2 separate regions of the Zea mays genome follow, and region 1 is linked to region 2. Evidence: chromatin contacts called from public Hi-C data. All regions are on one chromosome and are shown on one strand. The core of a region is the stretch at or near the end of the contact, and the rest is flanking DNA. Distances in the headings are between cores, read along the strand shown. Region 1 holds the start of LOC103648024 (transcription factor SCREAM2). Region 2 holds the start of LOC103648021.

What was found. A called contact is a pair of places that touch in the nucleus more often than the background predicts.
Region 1: a contact with region 2 is called in a Hi-C map of leaf, with 8 times the contacts expected there. The contact joins the promoter of LOC103648024 here to the promoter of LOC103648021 in region 2. A contact is called at or near these places in 4 of 25 Hi-C or Micro-C datasets (ear, endosperm and leaf).

What each region holds. Positions count from the first base shown.
Region 1 is chr2:229,822,082-229,826,683 of Zm-B73-REFERENCE-NAM-5.0, reverse strand. LOC103648024 (transcription factor SCREAM2) reads right to left here and starts at 3,339. Exons shown (of 4, transcript XM_008672524.4): 1 at 1,960-3,339; 2 at 1,394-1,630; 3 at 1,053-1,226; 4 at 657-959. The coding sequence starts at 3,012. The coding sequence ends at 864.
Region 2 is chr2:229,562,011-229,567,018 of Zm-B73-REFERENCE-NAM-5.0, reverse strand. It overlaps LOC103648021, which reads right to left and starts at 2,096. Exons shown (of 4, transcript XM_008672521.4): 1 at 1,757-2,096.

The DNA of each region.
Region 1 (4,602 bases), core at 2,090-4,589, 260 kb before region 2:
CGAAGCAGCAACGAGCGCGCACGTCCCGGCGGCGGCGGCGGCGGCGGTAGATCCAGCCGCACATGCGCGCGCACGGCCTTCAAGACGGGGGCAGTGATTGGTTGTGGCCTGACACGGGTCACAGAGGAAGCTGCCAACCCGAATTTCCGATTTGAAGGCAGTAAAAGATGGTGCGACTACCGTCCGAAACAAAAAAAAAACGTGAGATGTTAGCAAATTTTACTACTACTTTAAACCAAATGGTAGAAAAAAATCTGTTCAGTAGAATTTCGCGGTGTGTCGTGTATTGTGAGTGTGACGGAATGGAAGCAGGATATGCTTGTGAGCGACAGACAGTGAGTGAGGGAGAGAGAGGCGCGCGTGCGCACTGCGCACACAGGAATGGAGTGAACCGTATTGAATGCGTGCATCTCGTCTCGTCTCATCGCACGCGCGCGCTCTGCGTCTACGTACGTACGGTACGCACGCTTACTGGTCTCATGATTGGAACTCAGAGCCGAGCCGTCCCTAGCAAGTGGCCGTTCTGACGGCCGCTGCCGTCGCAGTGGCGCCGGAAGGGGGAGTCATGCGGCCGTACAGAATTGCAGATGCAGTGTTGGATCTGCATCTTGCTGCAGTGCCAAGCGAGGCCGGCGCCGGCGGGGAGGACGAGTCCAGAGAGAAAGGGAACAGTTCTCTCGGCTGCAGCGAACCACAACCACGCGACTGTTTTGGCCGGGCAGAGCCAGCCACCACGGCAAACAGAAAGAGCCATCCAATGTATACAGGACAGGGAGAAGGGACAGATCTGACAGAAGCTACATCGTTCCCTTTTTATTTTCTTCTTTGGCGGCTGGGTGAGCACGCAGTCCTGCCGTCCGGCGTCACGGCGCCACGCCATGGAGCCCGGCAGACTGCAGGAGGACGGACTTGATCTCTTCTTCTGGCAGGAGGAGGAGCGCTGGGCCGTCCTTGCACAGCTGCCAGCATTGAGCAAAAACCAGCAGGCCCTCTCTCCTCGTCAGTAGATTTTTTTTTCACGTGGCAACGAAATAACATGACATTACGTTTACCTCAGCCTTGAAGATGTCCAAGGAAAACCCGTTGAAGCAACTGGCAACAGCTTGCTGGACGTCGAGCCCGAGCCCTTCGATTGCCCTCATGGTAGCGAGCAGAAGCCCAGGCCTGCGAGCGCAGAGCATGTGGATGTTCACCTCCCGCCCTTCCCTCGTCGTCCTCACCTCAACCTGTCGCACACAACAAGTCAGCTAAATCGTCCATGTCACTCACAGTCACAGCTGAAGAAGCTACATTCGAATCAATACGACATGTTTTTTTTTTGTCGAACCATTTCATCTGAAAGAACGCTGCCGATGAAGCGTGGTTTCAGAGAGAAGTATGTATATATACTGACCCTTGGTTGCTTGGAAGTAGGGCTAGGCAACGCGCTCGGGCACAGCTCTTCCTTCACGCGAGATGGTAGGGCGGGCAGCGTGGGAGTCAGAGGGCGGAAGCTCGTGGGCGTCGGAGGCAGCGAGGCCGTGGAAGCTGGGGATGCTGATGACTCCACCTCGTTCTGGAGCTCCTCGATCTTCCGCAGCAGCTCCTTCAGGTACTCGATCGCGTCGCCGAGAATGGAGGCCCTGTCCATCTTTACAGAAACAGCCAGAGAAAGTTACACTAGTGATATCTATGAATGCAGTGAAGGATGCAGTCAGAGACAACAAGGGCATCTACAATTCTATGGGAACAGCTGCAGCTTATGTGCGCAACATCTCTACAACAATTTATAGTGCGCCATGGAGGGAGTACACTAGCTTCACATAATTAATTCCATGAAACATATACCAATATAAGCACACATAGTAATGCACTAATGCCAGATGCTAATTGCTACCAAAATTCGGAGAATTCATCTAAATTACGAGCTACAATTCATAGTAGCCGATTAACAAATGGATGAAAGGGTACAATTCTCACCTTGCTGATCTTGGGCACGACGGATCGGAGCATGTAGAGCCGGTCATTAAGCTTCTTCCGGCGACGGCGCTCCGCCATGAGGTTCTTGGCCGGCAACCTCTTCCTCTTACCTTTCCCGTCGCCCGCGCTGTTGGCGTTGGAACCCTTGCCGTCCTTCTTTCCACTATCCTCGACGCCCCTGCAGGCGTCCTCCGAGTCGTAGTTGAGCCCGGACGCGTCGATGCTCCCGCCGTCATCGTCCTCAGCGTCGTCACCGCCACAGGCCGACGAAGCTCCCGCAGCCGCGGCGGTGGCCTCCGCCTTGCGCTTCTTGTCGTAGTCCTCCCCGCCGCCGTTGCGGCGCAGCGCGCGCTTCTGGAACAGCGTCGGCTGCGCGCCCACGGGCGGGAAGGTCTCCAGCGGGCGGAGCACGGCGGGCTTCCCGCGCCCGGAGAACGGCACCGTAAGGGACGCCGAGGCAGGAGGGGGCGCCGCGGAGGAGGAGCCGGCGCCGTTGTTGAACATGTCGAACCCGCCCAGGCCGCCGAAGTCCGGCATTTGCGCCGGCGCTGTGCCAAAGCCGCCGAACGAGGAGGCGAGGAGGCCGGCGTTCAGGGACATGGAAAAGGACGCGGAATTCGATGTGTTCCCTGCACCCGCCAACGGGACCAGGTCGCCACCGGACCCGCCGCCGAGCGTGCCGAGGCCAATGTCGAACCCATGGACGTCGAACGTCGCGGCGCCGCCAACGTTGAAGAGGGAGAACATCTGCGAGCCGGCGCCGGGGCCGGGCACCGGCCCCGGCGGCGCCAGGAGCAGGTGCCCCTGCGCGCCGGTGGCGGCGGCCGCAGCCACGGGGTCGAAGTACCAGTCGTCATCGAGCATCGCCGGTGAGCTGAAAACACATCCGGCCCCGGCAACGGCGGCGGCCGAGGCCAGGGCTAGGAGGTTCTGCTCCTCGTGCCCCTGCGCCGGCACCGTCAGCAACTCCATGGGCGTCGGCGGAGGCGCGTGCTGCTGCTGGTCGTCCATGTCCTCCGGTACCCAGAGCGGGTTGCCGAACGGCGGGAGCATGATGAAGGCGCCGCGCGAGGGCGAGCCGTCGTCCTCGCTTTCTTGGGGGTGGCAGAGCTGCAGAGGACACCGGGCGCGTCTGAGTTCTCTCTGGCAGAGCAGGATGCCAGTGCTCAAGTGCTGTATGGAGGCGAAGTGCTGTGTACTGGCACCGTGGAGACTGGAGAGTGGACAAGCATGAAAAAACGAGACTGCCCTTCAGCTGATCCGGACCTTGCGCTCTTGGCCCCCTTGGGCCTTGGCCCCTTCGCTTCTACTCGCGTTCGCTTCCATGGTAAGCAATCCGGACCTTGCGCTCAAAATCGGACGCTTGAGACGATACTTACACTATACAAGCTTGCCTCACGGACGAGCAAACATGGCCCTACTCTAGACAAAGTTGTTCGGCACTAGGATAAAAATGAATAATGCCAGCTTGTATATGCGTCACATTAACAAACCAATATTAAGTTGTGACGAATAGTATAGCGACAGAAAATATAAACTACTTTTAGTGAAAATACATAACATTCCAAAAGATTGCTTAGCTACGTATCTTTATATCTTTAGATGTAAAGCATCAGTTGCTTGTTCAATGAAAACATGGAGACAAAATAAGCGATATTGCTAAAATACACCGCAATATCTTTGTTGATAGAGGAAATCATGCTGATTACCTATAATTAGAGATGGTAATAGACCACGATCCAAATATTTATTCACAGTAAGTTAAAGCTCTTACATAATTTTACTTAAAAATAAATAAAAATAGAGCCTAATTTTAATCTGATTTCATCCTTGGTGTAAAATCTAGACCCTATTACCATCCCTACGTATGTCGTAGGATTTGTCGTTCTACTAGATGTCAGCGTATCATGAAATGAGGATTTATATCGGCTTAGATAGGGCATTATGTATATCTACCATAGAACAACTCCTTATATGTCATATGTTGGCCCTGATTCTGGTCCTATGACATCGAATGTTTAGATGCTAATTAGAAGTATTAAATATAGTTAAATTATAAAACTAATTATATGAGAACTAAATGATAAGATGAACCTCTTTAATCTAATTAATCCATTATTCACTCATATGATGCTACAATAGACATTTGTTAATCATGCATTAATTATGTTTAATAAATTGGTCTCACTGTTTGGTCTTTAGCAGTGTAATTAGTTTTATAATTAGAATATATATAATTCTCAAAATAGTCATTTAAATATTATATACTCCCTCCGTTTCTTTTTATTTGTCGCTGGATAGTGCAATTTTGCACTATCCAGCGACAAATAAAAAGAAACGGAGGGAGTATGACACAGACTAAACTTTAGTCCCTGAAACCAAACACCCCAATATGCTCAAACATAGCGAGCATTTGCTCACTCTACTCCTTCTGGACCCTAGCTTGACGTTGTTACCCTATCTAGAGTGCAACAATATCTATATTAGAGCAGGGTCAATTTGTGTTGCATATGAAGGTGTTGCTAAGCTAGAGCCTCATGTCTCCAAGTCTTGTGCTCTAGGTGGTGGCATCAATTGTAATAGCAATTAATCCTCATTACAACCATATATGGTGTCAGTGTTGTGAAAACAAATTTGCCAACT
Region 2 (5,008 bases), core at 847-3,346:
CGAGGTGTGAAATCCGATTCTGATTCCCATCTCGTTTGCTCTAGGGTATAAGTTAGGACACCCCCGTTGTCCAACAAACCCTAGCTAGGTACAGAGATAACCAACCACCGAGAATCGAGAAAGGGAGACAAGGGTGTGTAAGCGGTCACTCGTCGATCCGCGCAATCCCCATCGATGTGACCCCGTGGTTGGGTTCGGGGCGATCACTGGTGCATATAGAACCTAGGCATGAGTCGACTAACCGGGAGCATCCATGGAATTGCACTAATTGCTCATCGAAGCGACTTAAAATCTCAGACGTTGATCGTTAATCCAAGATCCTATAGAACATACCAGTTCGTTAATAAGATCAATTGTGCACATATGAGACACACTTGGATTTGCCCCTTAAATTCAAGTGTGACAGATTCCTCGCCATCTCGCTTCTATGCGCAACAATACATACAATCAAGCAAATAATGGATATGGTAACATTACACCAAAGATGAAAACAATTCACACATTATTATTTTACACGTCGCTACGAGATCATAGATTCGAGAACAACTAAAATCGAAGTTATAGTTAAAATGATATGGTTTTTGGAAGTTTTATGTGATTAAGTATTGAACTATGTTATTTTGATTAATACAAATTATGTGTAGAAAAGATATTCTAAATAAATAACAAATTTAACTTTTAATTCAAGTTTTATCTTGATTAGAAATCTTATTTTAGTCAAATTATAGATGGGTCAAATTAAAATACTATACTTAGATTAGAAAAGTGAATCCCATAAACTTAGGTTAAACAAGTATAGTTACTTATTTTTGAAAACATGTTGCGTGATAAAAATAATGTAACTAAAGTTTAGGCAATATTATTACGAACTTAACGCAACTTGAACGAAATAAAACAGAGTTAAAATGAGCAAGATATGATTTATGCAAGTTTTTACGCATTTTTATATTAATTCTATACCTAAAATAACTTCTAGGGTTTATTTTGAAAATACCAAGGATCCATCTGCAATTTATTTGCACACGAATAATCGATGGGTCTATTATGTAAAAACTCAGGGACGCTTTCGTAGTTATAGTCTACTGTTATAACCCTGAGCGGATCTAGAGCCATGCAGCCACCGAACCACGACTCAGATTAGAGACCGAACCGGTAGCACACTCCACCGTTGGATTCCAGATCAACAGACCAGAGACATCCATGTCATTGCCACGATCGTGATCGCACATCCATGATCGAACCACACACATCGCCCCTGTCAAACCATTACCTCTCATCTAATCTGAAACGTTCCGTTTGATTCTAAAATCATAGAGATTGATGAGAATTAGAAGGGATCTAGAGAAATTTGACTTGTACTGAATTTAATCTCGCTCAATCCCTATAAATTAGCACACAACTAACATTGCCTAAATGGAACAGCCTGGGACTCCTCCACTCTGCCCGATTCCGCACTGACGGCGGCGCTGCCCATTGTCGCGACGGTCATGCGCCGGCAGGAAATCACCGCAGTGCCGCCCTTGTGGTCGAACATTCCTATACCGACGAGCATTATATGAAGCGGTGGACAGGGCAAAATAGAAGAACGCATCCATGCCGACAACGAAGTGGAGGCCGAGGCTGGCCACGTCGATGGCGCCTCTGCGGCGGCTTCCGTATTCCGGTGAGCGATTACCCATGCCCTACTGCTCTAAGATGGACACCACGAACTGCTACGCAGGGAGGGGGAAGATGGTAGCGAAGGCCAGGGGAGTACCTGATGGCGCGGAGGCTTCGATTCACGGCGAATCGCGGCACCGGGGCGGAGATCCTGCTCCGTTGAGCAATACCCTGGGTACAAAGTCTTCACCGCGCCTGATTCCTTCGCGTACAGGTTCCTAGCGACCCAGGAGAACTCCGGCTTTTGACGGTGGCGGCGACTTCTTCTCTCTCCGCCCTCTCTGACCGTGGTGAGGCATTCGGAAGAGATGCTCTCTGCGTTTAGATGGCTCGAGAGGAGGCGCAGGCTCGAGTTATATAGGGTGGAGGTGAAGCCCCGGGTGATCGGATCCCGTCCAAATCGAGCGCAACAGTATTCTGTTGGAGATTTTGTTTTCAGGCGAGAAGCGAGAGATGACACGCGGGTCCCTGAGATCATTGACTCATTGAGGTGGCGGAAAAAGAAAAAGAAAGGAGCAAAGTTGGGCCGGCGGGTGAGAGTGAGTTGGGCCGGCCTACAAGGGCGTTAGTGGGTCGAACGGGCGAGCGGCCCACATGGGTGTTGTATAAGGGAAGGGATAGGTCGGCTGAGTGAGGAGGTTTCAGCCTAGAACGGTTGCATTCCTTTTCTTTTCATTTTTTTCTGTTTTCCTTTGCTATTTTCTAATTTCTTACTCAAATTCAAATTTAAGTTCAAGAATCAATATGAATACAAGTCAGTATGAAACAACCAAATAAAATACCAGTATGAAATGCAAAGTTCATTTTATTTATTTATTTTGAGAATTTAATATCAAATGCATAATTCACACAACCAAAATTTAAATAACCTTTCAATCTTGGGAACCACATAAACTTCTTCAAACCTTATTTTAAGGGTTTACAAATCCTACCCCCTTAAAGAGAATCTCGGCCTAGAGATTAGTACAGAGATAAGAGACTCTAATTTTGCTGTTCATTTTCTTCTTCACAGACTTCTTCATTTTGCGAGGAGGACGATGGGACTGGGACTGAAGTCGGTGCCAGGTGGAGGCGGAGCACGATGTCGGAGAGGACGACGATACCGAAGTCGTCTTCCTCATCATAAGAGTCGAAGTCGACCATGCAGAGCTCCACAGTGGAAGTGGGCAGTGGAGTAGTAGCAGTCGTCGAGGTCAAAAGACACGGAGTGGGGCGAGCGCCAATGCACCAGCCTCGGCGGGCACGGGTCCTGCGAGGGTGAGCGTGGCAGAGAGATGGGTGACGGCGAGGTCGAAAGTGGCCCTAGTCGAGCTGCCGCGAGGGTAGGGACGGTCGTGGCTGCCAGAGAAGTGGTCACCGGTGATCGAAGGGAGAGGGAGGTATGTGTTGCGCGAGTGCTTGGCGGTGGGGAGGTCGTGCGGGTAGTGGAGCCACGGGAACCAACGCGGGAGGGAGCAGGAGGGCGGCAAAGCGCGCCGGCCAAAGATGGTGAGTCCTGAAGGCTAGCCAAAGATGGCCAGTGATGGGAAGGCGATGGCGAGCGAGAAGCAATAGCGAGGTTGAAGAAGAGGCTTTTGGAACTTGGAAGCTGTTTGGCACTAGTAGAAAAGAGCTAAAAATCGGCGGTATGTTCAAATTTCCACTGAAAGTTTCGGTTACCAAACGTCAATGAAAACACAAGTGGGGCGACATTTTTTTACACAGAGTTTTTTTTATAGAGCACGAGTCGTTTACCGGGACTGTTGGAGTTGCTCTTATAAAGAGATACTAACAATTCAATTGTTTAAAATTATATTAGTAGCCATAACATATAATTTATGTAGATTATCACTTTAGATATATTTATAAATTTTAACTTAATATTTGACACATATGTGGAACCATAACTGCATATATAATTTGCCAGTCCTTTAAGATTATTTTGTAAAAAAAATCAATTCAAATATTGAAACCCTCGTGAGATTACTATTTTTAATGATTGCTAACGCTATTATAGTAGTTCTGACCAATATTCTATACGACGTAATATCTTTATTTTATGAAAGTGCAAAGAAAGAGTTAATAGAAGATATACTTCCAATTAAACTCCCAGAGAATATATAGGAGTGGTAGTTGGAGTCGATCACGTAACCGCCCCGCGCGGCCGCAGCTGCGTCGTAGATGTCAATATAATCATCCTTCAAGCTAGGGCGTCGCCCTCTAAAAAAGTGAACTTTCGCCAGGATTCGCCGCGTTATATTCAACTTAGGTTAGAGTTCATCTGTTAGCTGTAGGTCAAGCTCATATATGGAGTACGGTACCAGATTGATTGATGCCGGCCTTATTGTCTCGGCAATCGCCGCTGCCGTCGTCTACTTCCTGTACGGCAGCCACTTGCCCAACATGCCGGCGAGGAGACGGCGAGCCGTGGTCGCCGTCGTACTGCTAGTCCAAGTCGGGGTGCTCCTCTCCGCCGACCGCGACTTGACGAACATCGCCCTGCGCCTCGATGTCGAGGAGACGGAGTCGAAACTGTTGCGGATGGAGGAAATCAAGCGTATGTAACATATTCTTGAGATTTTTTTTAGTATATGTATTGATTGTTGGAGGGATGAAAAACGTGTACATATTCTGATATTAATGTTTTAAATTTTTTATAGTGAATAAATATGATATAGAATCTGCTATACAAATTGATATTTTTGTTTCTAGTATTGAGCTTGTACATATTTATAAAACATAAACCTTAAATTTATTTTATATATTTTTAAATAATAAATATAAAATTTGGTATCATTCAGATATGGATATGAATACTTTTTCAATTTTTTTTGTTGTAGGGAGCAAACAACGTATAAATTAATTTATACAAAATTTTGTTTTTATATGTAATAATGTGATTGATAACATAAGAAAAAAATAACATCAAATCCCGTTTATATCTATTTTAAAATATTGGATTTTTTTCTAAGAGTTCGCGTAGCCGTTTTTATCCCAAACTCAACATGTTTCTTTTGACCCTAGACGAGAGCAGAGTAATATTCTAGATCCTTGGATGCATGCAGAGGTTTACGGGAATCGCAATCACGACGTCGTGAGTGACTTGGCTAGTTTGCTGTCTAAGGATCCGACGAACTTCAAGATGAGTTTCACCAAAGCTAGGAGCCCAGACGGCACCGAGAACTCTGAACTGACCGTCACAATGAAAGATGCCCATGTTGATCAGCCTCTGGCAGATGCTGATCTGCAGCAGCCTGCAGCAGATGAGGACCACACGGCGGAAGAAACCATGGTATATATAGATGAGCTTTGCCGTCGATCTTGCGTACAGAAACGCCCAAATATATATGTCAATGTCTTTTGCATTTTA